2 separate regions of the Anas platyrhynchos genome follow, and region 1 is linked to region 2. Evidence: chromatin contacts called from public Hi-C data. All regions are on one chromosome and are shown on one strand. Each heading gives the region's core, a stretch centred on a gene start, on an enhancer-like site or on the middle of the called end of the contact. The rest is flanking DNA. Distances are from core to core; before and after follow the strand shown. Region 1 overlaps PDK3 (pyruvate dehydrogenase kinase 3). Region 2 overlaps LOC106020015 (a long non-coding RNA gene).

The links. A called contact is a pair of places that touch in the nucleus more often than the background predicts.
Region 1: a contact with region 2 is called in a Hi-C map of liver, with 4 times the contacts expected there. The contact joins two enhancer-like sites. A contact is called at or near these places in 5 of 8 Hi-C or Micro-C datasets (F1 follicle, liver, skeletal muscle and 1 more).

The regions. Positions count from the first base shown.
Region 1 is chr1:116,673,234-116,679,488 of IASCAAS_PekinDuck_T2T, forward strand. The region is part of intron 3 of PDK3 (pyruvate dehydrogenase kinase 3); the gene reads left to right. Among named protein-coding and RNA genes, the nearest start is that of PDK3, 35 kb to the left of the region's middle. Within about 2 kb of position 4,633, at least 2 of the 8 cell types and tissues checked have an H3K27ac peak or open chromatin away from gene starts, as enhancers often do.
Region 2 is chr1:116,622,813-116,628,593 of IASCAAS_PekinDuck_T2T, forward strand. LOC106020015 (a long non-coding RNA gene) reads left to right here. Exons shown (of 9, transcript XR_011804790.1): 5 at 327-447. Among named protein-coding and RNA genes, the nearest start is that of PDK3, 16 kb to the right of the region's middle. Within about 2 kb of position 3,054, at least 1 of the 8 cell types and tissues checked has an H3K27ac peak or open chromatin away from gene starts, as enhancers often do.

The sequences.
Region 1 (6,255 bases), core at 3,383-5,882, 52 kb after region 2:
AATGTTGAAGGGAGTCATTTGGACTGGCAAAAAAAAACTTTGAAGTGCAAGGTGCTAGAAGTCTGAGTGTACAAAAAAGAAGTCACTATAATAAGGGCTGATTGGTTACTCTAAATGAGGAATTGGAGTACTTGAAAGGGGCTGATACTTGCTAAAGTTGAGATCTGTACACAGGGCAAAGAGTACAGATTATAATATTAGTGAGAACAAACTGAAAAAGACCATTAGAGAAGGCTGTAGAGCCTTCTGAAAATATTACAAAGCTTCTAATATTAAAAGCTTTTAAGAACACATTGGATATCTTTTTAGTGATGTTTTAGGCATGGTTATTCTGTACTGGATCAATTAGTTGAACCCTTTGACCATTTCTAACTTATGTTGGAGGATTCTGTATTTACGGTGTATTTGCTGATGGGACAAGAGTTTCTGTTTGTGGCTATCTTAGCAGTAGGAGTTCCTACTGTTTGATTTAGAACATCTGGTAACTGAGTTCTACTCAAGAACTTCAGTTTCCCTTTGAGATGACAAAAGCTGTCCTGGACATCTGAGTGGGCCTGGCAAGTGTAACAGGTCCCGTTAAGCCTATAACATCGCGGATGTGCAGATGGATGCAATGTAGTTATGAAGCTGCTTGTTCCATTTTAGATGTTCTGCAGTTAGGTAACTGAATGTCAGTGTTCCTCAGACTTCAGAGGTTCAAGATAGTTTACCAAATAAATATTTATTTATGAAGTGTGTAAAAGGTTGGTCAACAGTTTTCTTGGAGATCTGTTTCTGGGGTTTGTTCACAATTACCAGGTGTATTATGTGATTGTCATAGTGGTAATGGGCATTTCTGACATTGATATGAAATGATGTGAAATATTCTGTGAGATATTCTGTATCAGTATGATATACCAAATATGATGAACCAAATATTTACTCCATCAGTGTAATTATTGTTACAGTAATCACAAGATGTCAGATTTTAGGATGTGTATTTAAATACATATAGTAAGGAACACCAGGAATTCTTTTGCAGCCTTCTGAGATAAAGTCCAACTATGCTTATTGTCCAAAAGACAGGAAGAGTGTTCTTTTATACTGAGTTTGGCCTATGAAGAGATGCAAAACCTACATTACCCAATTGAAGACCAATTTATTCTTATTGATGATATTGGATAGGCTGCCTGAGATTAGGCAGATTTACTTTCCTACTCTTTTGCATGTCCTCTCTTCCTAACTTTCTGAAAGCCATGCTATCTGACTGGATATGGAGCTGTAATTAGCAATTATTTTAAAAATTTCATAATCCGATGGATAAATCTAACAATTTCTCAACTTCCCTACCAGTGTCCCATGTTGCTGCTCTATAGCTCTGTCCCCTTTTTATGTCTATATGGCAGGAGGAGAAATGTTGGGAACTCTTTTCAGTAATGGTTCTATAACACTTTGCTTTTCTACCTATATAACAATGAATTCAGAATTTGACCCATTATCTGGGATCTTCTGGGGTCTTTGTCAGCTGGGGTGGACTTAAGGTTCTGGTGCTGCTTATCAAGGTAACAGCAGCACGAGAGAAGAGAAAGAGCTGAAGTGCTCTTTTAGATACATCTGATAACCATAGACATGCCCTTAAAGATCTGATCACAGTTCCATACTTGTCCTTGAATACCATGCAGCAAATGAAATACTCTGGTGTCACCACCACCAGGATTGTGCAGAGGGGCAGATGTCCCATAGTCCAGGTAGGTCTCAGATTGCCAGCGCCAGTCGCTTGATGGCTTGACAGTTGTTGTGGGTCTGAACCTTCAGAATGCAGAGCTTTAACTTGCACATGATGAGTCCTTTCTGAAGTTTGGGTTAGATGTTTTTTATAGTAGTGCTATTTCTACAGCAGGCAAATTGTTTTGGTTTTTCATTTTTTTAGTTGAAAATTAAATACATGTGGCTCAGTCTTGAGAAATGAACTTGCTGCAGTTTGCAAATGTATCAGATATTTTAAAATGACCCAGGGCTACTCATTATACAAGTTTTTGTCATTTTGGGGGTGATCACTAAATCTTACTGGCTTCTCTTGGATGGAACAGAGCAATGCTGTCTGCTTTGGTCAATAGTTGGCGAGAGGCAGTCTTGCAGACCAGGATTTACTTTCTTTCTAAATATTTCATGGCTTTTTGGTTTTCTGATACTCCTTAGCAAATGCGTGGATATCTCTCTTAACCCTTCTTTGCACAGCATTTGTCAGAGTCAAGCTGGGCTCAGTGTCTCCAGGATCATATGTCCTCAGGAGCAATTTCTAGCACAAGTAATTGCAGACTGATTCAGAGTTTGGACCTCTTGCAATAGTGAGGGTTTTTTTTGTGGCAGCGTGGCTTTTGAAGAGTGAGATGCATGATGTTGGAGGTGGTACTTCAAATAATGCTTTCTAAAATGGTGGAATGACGGCATTAGTTGAATGTAAAACTGCCCTCTGACTTTGTGTCACCTCTCTGCTCACCTGGGGAGCCTGCTTGGGTGTTCTCAGAGCGCAAGGCCCTTGAGGAATCCCTTTTTCATATCAACGTACAGGATTGTAGATGTTATCCATGTGTTGGCATAGCTGTCTGCTCAGCCATACAGTGAAATGAGTTGGGAAACTGATCTAGTGGAAAAATAGCCCTGTTTCAGCCCCATCAATCCCTAAACTGTTGTGCCCCGAGGCCCACAAGGAGAGCAGTGCCAACGCAATACAGCAGGTGAACAGGTATGAGTAAGTGCAGACTAAACCAATGCTAATGCTTCCCAGAGTAGCCCAACTTGCCTGTGCCCTTAGCGTGTAAATTTGAGGACAGATGCATAGCCATGAATTTTTTTTGAACATGGGGAAAAATACGTCAAAGTGATTTTTCTGCCACATATTTCTGTGCTACAGAGGATTAGAAATGCTTCAGTTTCTTCATGTTCTATTGGTTAGTGGACTGGATGAAGACTTGCTACAATGTTGTCAGACCTTTTTGGAATTTTTCATAATAACAGTATCTTTGCTCAAGGTGCAGAGGGGTCTGGTAGGAAGTCATTCCTTAGTTCTGTCAAACAATGTGATTGCAGAAGTTTTAAGATAAGGTGCTCACATTTGGTAGAGTGTGTAAGCTGGCAGAAGTGTTTGGAACTTCCAAGGGTGGCAGTATGCATCCAGATGATCATGCAAAGGCAGAAGTTGCTTTCAATAACAGAAGGTTTTGTAAAAAGTGGTGTTTATCCGTACATTGGGGGGAAAAAAAAGAAAAGAACAAACACTCCACATTCCGTACCCATGAGTTTCTTGGATTTTTTTCTTGCTCACCCTTTGGTGGGAGTGTGTCAGAGAAAGTATTCTGGATTCAATAGTAACTGAAGTAATACACTGTGAATATGTCTGTAGATAATGCACAAATACGAAATTTAGTAATTAAAAAATAACTTTTTCCTCGTGCAGCACAAAGATTGGAATAGCAATTCTGTTAGCAATTTGAAATAACTATCGGAGTAGATTGGAATAAGCACATGGTGTTTTGTTACTTCAAAATAATACGAAATGCTACTTCACTTAGTGTTTTTACTGTGAAAATAGTTACGTTCTACAAGGGGAATTTTTCAGAGCGTGAACTTGGTTTGTCTTTCTGGTGGTTTTCAACTACCAGATAGCTAGCACTTTTTTCTAAAAGAGCAGTCTGTCAGACAAAGAATATTGTGTGTGTGAGTATGTATATATATACACATGTCCTATTTAAAAGGATTTTTGATGGTCTACACGCATCAGCTTTTCTTCAACCTTTCAGGTAATGCTATCCATAAAATGGACATAGCAAAAATTCCCTTTTGTCTTTATACTGAGTTTTTAAAATGACTTTTCTTGCGCTGTCCTGATAAATCAAAACAGAATAATGCCTATTACTGCCGTTAGGGACTTAAAAAAATAACTTGTGTGTTGACATTCATTAATTACCTTCACAGGAATGCATAGGTTTAATTTATTTAATAGCTGTGATAACAAACATTGTTTTGTTAATACAGAAGCCACTGAAGTTATTTGACTGAAGTAGCTTTATATTAGTAATTGCTCAAACCAACAGCATTATTCATTGTAGTTGTTCAAATGCAAAACAGAATTTTTCTGAAGATCTATTGCTAAATAAAACTTTCAGAGCTATTCTGCAATCGATTTTTCTCAGTCAATCCCATGACCACTTAAGATTTTTTTTATGTGGTTTCCTATGGTTTGAGTATAGTAAAAGCTTCAAATGCCTTTCAGGTGTGTGCAGGATGGGGAGTGGGTAAGGAATGAGTGGAAGGAGATGTGTTGTGGTTTCTGCGCCACTGCCTTGAAATTAGCATATATACTTTGATATGTTTGGTCACTTGAAAGCATCTACTTTATGGGAACACTTGAGTGAACTCAGTTATCTTTGAAGATAGGACAAGAGGCTGTCAGATCGTTGTAAGAGTGAAGAATTCCTTTACTGTGTGCATTCACACACCAAGCTTCAGCTATGATTTGCTGGTCTGTAATAGGTAAACAGCCTAGACCTTTGTTTGCCCTTCCAGCACGCTCGGTGCATTTGAGCACTTTAGTAGCAGGATATCTGCGAACAGTGTGCCCTCGTGGAGCACATAAGCATCATGTTGTATATATTGTGGGTAGTGGAGCTACTTAAAAATGAAAAGCACAGCTGTCTGCAAATAGCAGCTAGTAGAGAGTGCTGTCAGTTGTTGTCTTTCAGATATGATTGGAAGTGTTGCTTCTCAGCTCTGTTTTAAGCCAGTCTTGTTGCTCTGAAACAGAGAGAAAGCATGAATAAAATAGCCAGGCAGTAGTCTTGTCTGGAAAGCTAATACCAGATCTCAGAGGGTTACAAATCATACAGAATCAAGACTTAAATGATCTGTAAATTCTTTATTAAAATATCTGAAGCAGTCAGCAAGATTGGAAAGCAATAGGGAACAAGTTGGTCTGTACTGTGAAAATTTTCGGGGAGATTCAGGCAGTTAAAACTTCCCCTTTTATATGCAACAAAACAGTGTTGAAAGGCAACTGAATTGTTTGTTAATATATGGTCAAAAATTGGTGATCAGAACAAGGATGATGAAAGAGTATTAAATATTAATCCTACATTCCTTTGGAGCTGGCAAGGTACAGTAGAAGAAATAATTTTAAAAGCTTATCACTAGCTAAGCATATGTTTTACCATCAAATGATTGTCTTGGCTAACTGGGTATGAACAGGAAGGAAGCTTGTGCTTTAAATGTGGTGACTAACTGGTAGTCTTCTACTTTTTGTGATCTTAGTCTTCTTTGCTTCCTTAGCTGGTGTATATTTCGCTTTCGGTGCAAATAATGCATCTCTTTTCAGTATAAATCTGACATATTTTTTTAAAGTCAACTACATAGCCAAGTCTGTAAATTTGCAGATGCAGGCATAGCCCAACAAGACTCCCAGCTTTGTTTTCTTCTGAAAGCTGTGTTTCACTGTGTGTTTTCTAACAAGATCATGTAAACACTGTAGTGCTAACATCCATATCACATTACAAAATAGAGCAGAACTGAGTAGCACTGATTTTTTTCTATGTCTAGGCTTTTAAAAGCTAATAATTATTAATATTTAAAGTATGCACAATTTTGCACATGGAATAAACAGGATGAGCACTTTTAAGATAAGTGTAGAGCTGCCTTGGCAGCAGAAACAAAAATCCCCCAAGCTGATTCAAGAGAAGTACTTGTTAAAAACAAAGGAAGTGGTATCCTAAAACTGCCCAACCTACCACAGAGACATCTGTCAGAGCACCGTTGTATGTGTTCTGCCATCCAGTGGTGTAAAAAGGAAACTGAACAGAAGGCACATAGATGATAATTACCTATCCCAGCACTCAGACTTCAGAATAGATGTCAGGTAAAGAAATGCATTCAAAAATTACAGTGCACAGAGTGAATTTTGGGAAGAAATTATGAATTATAATACTTGTCAGGAAATTCTATGGGGGCAGTAAGGTGCTATTTTCTAAGTTACCTCTCCAATCTGCCAGCTACTGTTAGTTACAGAGAATGAGAGTTACTGTGGTGCATATAAAAAGGGAATCTCTTGTTCTCAGTTAATAGCAAAGGGATTTAATCTAAAGGGATGTTTCAGGAAGGAATGATTCAAATTGAGACCGTAAATATTTCACAGACCGTTGTGACCTAATGTTTCTCTTTAAATAAGCTTGTTTAGGTATGACAACTTTATTTACTGGGTGGGATGGCAAATAGATAAAATGGTTA
Region 2 (5,781 bases), core at 1,804-4,303:
CCAGAGCATCTCGCCTTCTCTCTCCTGTGTGGAGCATCCCCCCCCTCTGCTGCTCATGTGTAATGTGAAAGAGAGCATGAGCAAGTGAGCCTGAGGGGCTAATATGTTAAAATTCATGGTTCTAATTGGAGATGCATCTTTATTTTTCTGAATCTATGTATTATCCCTGTATGTGCTATCTTTTACTTCCACGGAGGATCAAGTTCTGGTCAAGTAACTCATATTTTATAAGAAAAAAATGCAGGTCTTTTCACTCTGGTTCTTCCTAAGCAGCTATTGTGTTACAAATGACACACCTGGTAGCTAAGAGATAACGTTTTCTGCAGTGCCAGCTGCCTTGGGAACTGGTGAGGAACCTACACTGCTGGAGCAAGGAAGAACAAAGCCACTAGGTCATCTGTCAGACCCAGTGCTGCCCATCACCTGCCTGTGGATAACGTTAAGGAGGTAAAGCTCAACCAATTCCCTCTGTTTGTTTCTTTCTTCCTCTCTTACCCTTTGGCTACTAGGCAACCTCATCTTGAAAGATGCTCCCTCCTCCCTTTGAAATTCTCTTCTTTGAGGCCTGGAGGTCTTCAACATCCTTTAGTCTTGAGTTTTAAAATAGCCTGGATGCCTCCAAGACACATGCAACAGGACAACACCTGCTGTTTAAATCCTGTTTTTGTGCCTGGTTCTTCCTCTTCTCACCTGTCTGGGGCTTCTGCTTTTGCCAGCCTCTCCCGAAGAGAGGTGCTCCGCTGGCCTCCACAGACTCTAGCACCGGGGTAGCTGCATGCTCGCACTGAACTTCTCGTGGGCTGACCCAAAAACAGGCTGGGGAAAAGGGTTCTCAAGCATTGCAGTGAGAGTTACGTGGCAACATCCTCTGGTGAGCTCTTTGCTGTCTGCTGAGGACCTAAGGCAGCTCTGAGCCCCCAGGTGGCTGACTGTGAGGTTACGAGCAGTATTTGCTGTCCATACAGCTCTGCATCAGACAATCTACCAGCTTCTGGAAGCTAGGATTTGTCTCTCAAAAATCATAAGGAGTCAAATGCTAGTTGGTCTCTTACCAGCAAATTGTGGATGTCAATTTTCAGGTTTTTAGTACTGTTTGGTAGCAAAGTAAAAACAAATAAAAAAAATGATCAGCATTCGGTGATTCTGTCAATGTGTGCACACACGCGAATGCACCAACTTCCATCCTACAAATTCTCTATTTTCAGCCCTTTACACAGATTTAACTGAGCAACATGCAAATCTAGTATCAATGCTGTATGAAGAAAAACCTGTGTACACAAGGCTGAGAGAGCCAAAGGATGATTTTTTGGGAGCTGTTTATATACAATCCAACATAAAAGCTATCTGACTACACTTTTACCAGCAGTATTTACAAACGGCTGTCTGGGCTGTCAAGCCATCCTCTATTTGTGGCCCAAACCAACCTGTTGTTAAGCATTGGCCCAGCACACCACATCCCTATGGCCTGGATGCTTTGCTCAGCTCCTTCGGTCCCATGCACACAGTGCAGCTCGTCCCATCTCCTTGGCTGGGGAGCAACCCCAGGTTGTCTTATGCTGCCCTCGACTGTGGCTTCTTGAGTAAAACTGCCTTAGCAGATCACTGCCAAGGAATTAACTCCCTTCTTTTTATTGTAATGATTTCAGCGGGACTTTGAATTCCTTCTGTAATTTTAAACAGAAGCCACCGCTAGTATCATGTCTACAGCTCTGTCAACACCCTTAGCCTGTCGCTCTCTCAAAAAAAAATAATGCTGATAAATGGAGGGAGATTAAAAGGATTTGATTTGGATTTATCTTCCTTAATTTTCTAATCTTAAAACCACCCTTTGAATGGCTCTGTTTGAGGAAGCAGTCTGAATCCTTTATTGGTTTAATAGGATTTAGCTAAGATTACTGACCTTATCCCATCCTCAGACTGGACTTCCACGGATAGTCTCAACAGCTTTCCCTGACACTAAGCAAATTCCTCTCTGTAAACAGTTGGAGCTGCCTGAGACCAGATTAGCTACTGATGCTTTCCCTCCTTGCTGCTATGCAGCGTCCATTGAAACCTCCTCATAAGGAGAAGCGAGGGAATTTTCACTTACATTGCTTACGTTATTTTATTATTATTATTTTCTTCTGTCTGTGCTTTTCTGCCACTTGAAGCTGGGTGCAAAATCTGCAGTGAGAGACACTTAGTAGAGCTTGACCACCTTTCCCCCCACGCCATACAAGTTCCTGTTCAGGGAAAGCTGCAGGCTGACGGTCCAGCAGTGCATGACAACCCTTCCCAACCCGGAGCCCATGAGGGATTTTCTTTCTTTTCCAACCATTTGTGGTAATAGTTGAACCTGCTACCATGTGCAGGTGTTCCCCCTGCCTCCTGCCCCCTTTCTAGTTCTCCTGTGTTACAGGCTTTGTGTTCCATGCTGTCCTTCCTCATTTTTATTGATTTATTTTTAGCAGAGCACTGATACCCTTTCAGTTTCCTAGGGTAGCTAAAGGACACGCTACGCCAGATGTGGCACAAAACTCTAAACTTTGAAAGCGATTCTCAGACCAGGACACTTCTTTCCCTGAGAAATATTTTAGGGTACACGGCACAATTCTTTCAATGCACAAAACGCCTCATTTTCCCCCAATATGCAGCACCCACACTGTTCTCATTGCACATGTCTGCGAGCGAAGGCTGTTTGGGCCAGCCTTTGGCGTTTCTATACATCAGTAAGGTATAAGTTAACTTGTTTATTTCTGCAACTATTTTCAGCCCTTCTCACACGGCCCAAATCGCTGGATCTGAGACCATTCACCAGCCGGGCTAGGAAGTCAAACCCAACCGCACCAAAACAAAACGGGGCTAAACACTTGCTCCAGGCCCCCTCCTCTTGCCTCCCCTTCCCCAGCCGGGCCGGGGGGCTCAGCAGAAGCCCCCAGGGGCCGGGGGTCTCTGCTGGGGCCCGGGGCGGCCGAGGGCCGCTAGATGGCAGGCGTCGACTGCTCAGCGCCACCCTCGCCGGGGGTCGCGGGCCGGGGGCTTTGGGCCCTCTGGGGGCTGCCCCCCGGGTGCTGTGCTGCAGGAGGAGGGTGTTTGTGGAGTCCAGAGGGTGTTTGTGGAGTCCCTGCCGTCCCTTTGCCTATGCTCCCCCAAATATTTGCTAGGAGTCTCCGTTGCTGCCAGGGGTAGCGTGAGCCACAATAATCAACGCTTGCTTATCTGGTAGCCGTCCGGAGCTTCTGCAGTTACCTCAGAGGGAAAATGTGAATAAAAGCACGCAAAGGGCGGCAGTGCCCCTTGTTTGTCTTCGGGTCCTACCGTGTCAGCCCTGCCAGGTGGGGACCGAGCTTCTTCTATCATACAGCAGGCCTCTGTGTCGCCAAAATCACAAGGGCGGTGGATTACTGTTGTAGTTTGGCTCTGACTTTCAGCCTGGCTAGCACAAGACCACTTATGGGATCTGAAGCTATGTATACATACGCTTCTTCAACCCTGTCTTCCAGGGAGAGGCACTGGTGCTTGAACTTTGGTCCAGCTGGTTCTCCACCTTGGCCTGGGGTCTCCACCTTGGCTTGGTCCTCTGCCTTGGGCCAAAGCCCACCCCAGCTCATCACAAAGCAAACAACTCCTCTGGGATTCATTTCTACTTCTGGTCAGACTGCGTGTGTCTACACTACTGTTTTAAATGGGATTAGCATTTGTGAAGCAGATCTGCTGATCTTGTTTCTAATGATGCTTCAGACCGCACTGTGGGCCTCAGCTCTGAGCGGGATGCCCTTAGGGTGAAGCTCAAGGGGCAGTCGTGCTCCAGGAGCACACACAGCGCTCCTTGGCTGCTAGCAGGCTTTCAGCCCACGGGACCAGCCCAGAGCTAGGGCAATACGTGAGTAATGGAGGCATCAAGACTTCAAATACTGCATCTATACAGATCTACGGGACAGTAAATCTATTTGGTACAGATTTACTCCTATTGTGCCACGCTACTTGCCAAATGTCCATGGAATCACTGTTACTGGGGCTTAATGTGAAATTTCTCCCAGACTTCTTTTATTTCAGTAGCAGTCCTTAAATCTGCCCCTCATTGATGACTGTACTGTATGTTGTTTCTTTCAGATGAAAGCTTTTTGAGAATTTTGCCATCAATTAGTGAGAACATGCCTACTGTGTGGTATTTTTCTTCCCTCCCTTCTCTTTGCTCCCCTAAGTGCCTGTCACTGTGCCTGAATCTAAGAGGATTCAGTCGTACACAGTGACTCTTTTCAGCCTTGCTGTTTTTCACCTTACCATTTATGTCTCGGATAGGATATATAAAAATCCAGCCTCATGTGCCCTCTAGTGAGAGCCTCGTCCTTCCCAAATGCTTAGTTAAAGAGGCACTGTCAGAAATTATTTAGTGTCCTAATTTGTTCTTCCTTCCTTGAAAGAAGGCTAGAGAAAGCCTGTAGATACCACTTAATAGTGGAAAAAAATGCTTCATCGCTTCACAGCAACCCCTTCTGAGATGAAAGAGCACCAGCACTACCTTGTGCTGCAGTCATTTTATGCATCCCCATTTTGGGGGATGGTATTTAGACCTTGAAGTCTTACTGCATGGCAAGAAGAAATGAAACAGGGGCAGATGGAGAAGGGGAGGAGAGCCAGGACTAGCACTCACACCCGCAGCCTTTTCTCAGAGGGTCATATTTTTCTGCTTGGGCATCTTGTATTGTGCCAAAAGGTTGCAGCTTTTAAAAACATGGCAACTATTTGTTGGTTAATGCATACAGTACGGGCTGCTCGGCTAAGTACTGATGATGCTCACCACCCTGGCAAGACGCCTCATACATTTTTGCTGAGCTGGCTCTTTGGACCATGTTATGGTCCCTCACCTAAGTGAATTGCTGTCTGCTGAGTCTCTGCCTATTTTCTTTGTGTTGCATTTTTTATTTTTTATTTTTTTTCCCATGGTATTTTTCTTTTTGAATCCCTGATTTGCTAGCTATATCTACAATTTTACTTCTCCCTGCATACTTAATTTCACATGGCTTTAATTTACACTCTTTTTTGCAGCTGGACAACAACTCTTTAAGCAAAGCTCATCCAGTTTTTGATAGCTGTCCACGGCGAAAGCAAACCTTGGGTCACGGGCAGCTGAACACCCGGGCTGTAGTTTGGTGCTTGAAAGTTAAATGCATATTCCCCACAGAATAAAGCTAAAGACATAATATTACCCTCTGTCATGACACCTAGACTGATCATTAACATTTTTTTGCTATGATTAGGGCAGGTTAGACTACTAGCTCTTCAGGTGTTGTGGTACTGTCATGAAGTTCGGGCTAGACATCTCATAACAACACCAGCAGCAGAGCTCCTGAACCATTGATTATAATGCAGAAAGCCTTTCAGATCAACACGCTGATTTTGATTTCTGAAAAAAAAAATATCTTCCAGTGGCTGGAAATTTCCCAGAGGCCTAGCTAGATTGTCCCAGGGGTTGCTTTAACAGCTCAGGAAGGACCAAGTACACCAGAATGTTTTCAGCAAGATGTGATGGTTTGGAAACAGGCTGTAAAAAATGTCAGCATGAAATTTTGCGGTGGATTCTTTTGTAGAGAGCAAACAGAAGACTAGAATCTACCTTTTTTAAAGTTCAGACATATTGGAAAAAGACCAAGGATTTTGGATAGCAGAGCAGAAAAGCCCCCAGGTATCTGATAACTAAAGGAACCACTTACTTATCAGAAGCCACACATACTGAGGATGAAGGATGTGATCTTTGTGGGGCAGCTGGAAACTACCGCTTTGGTATGCCAGTTAATCAGA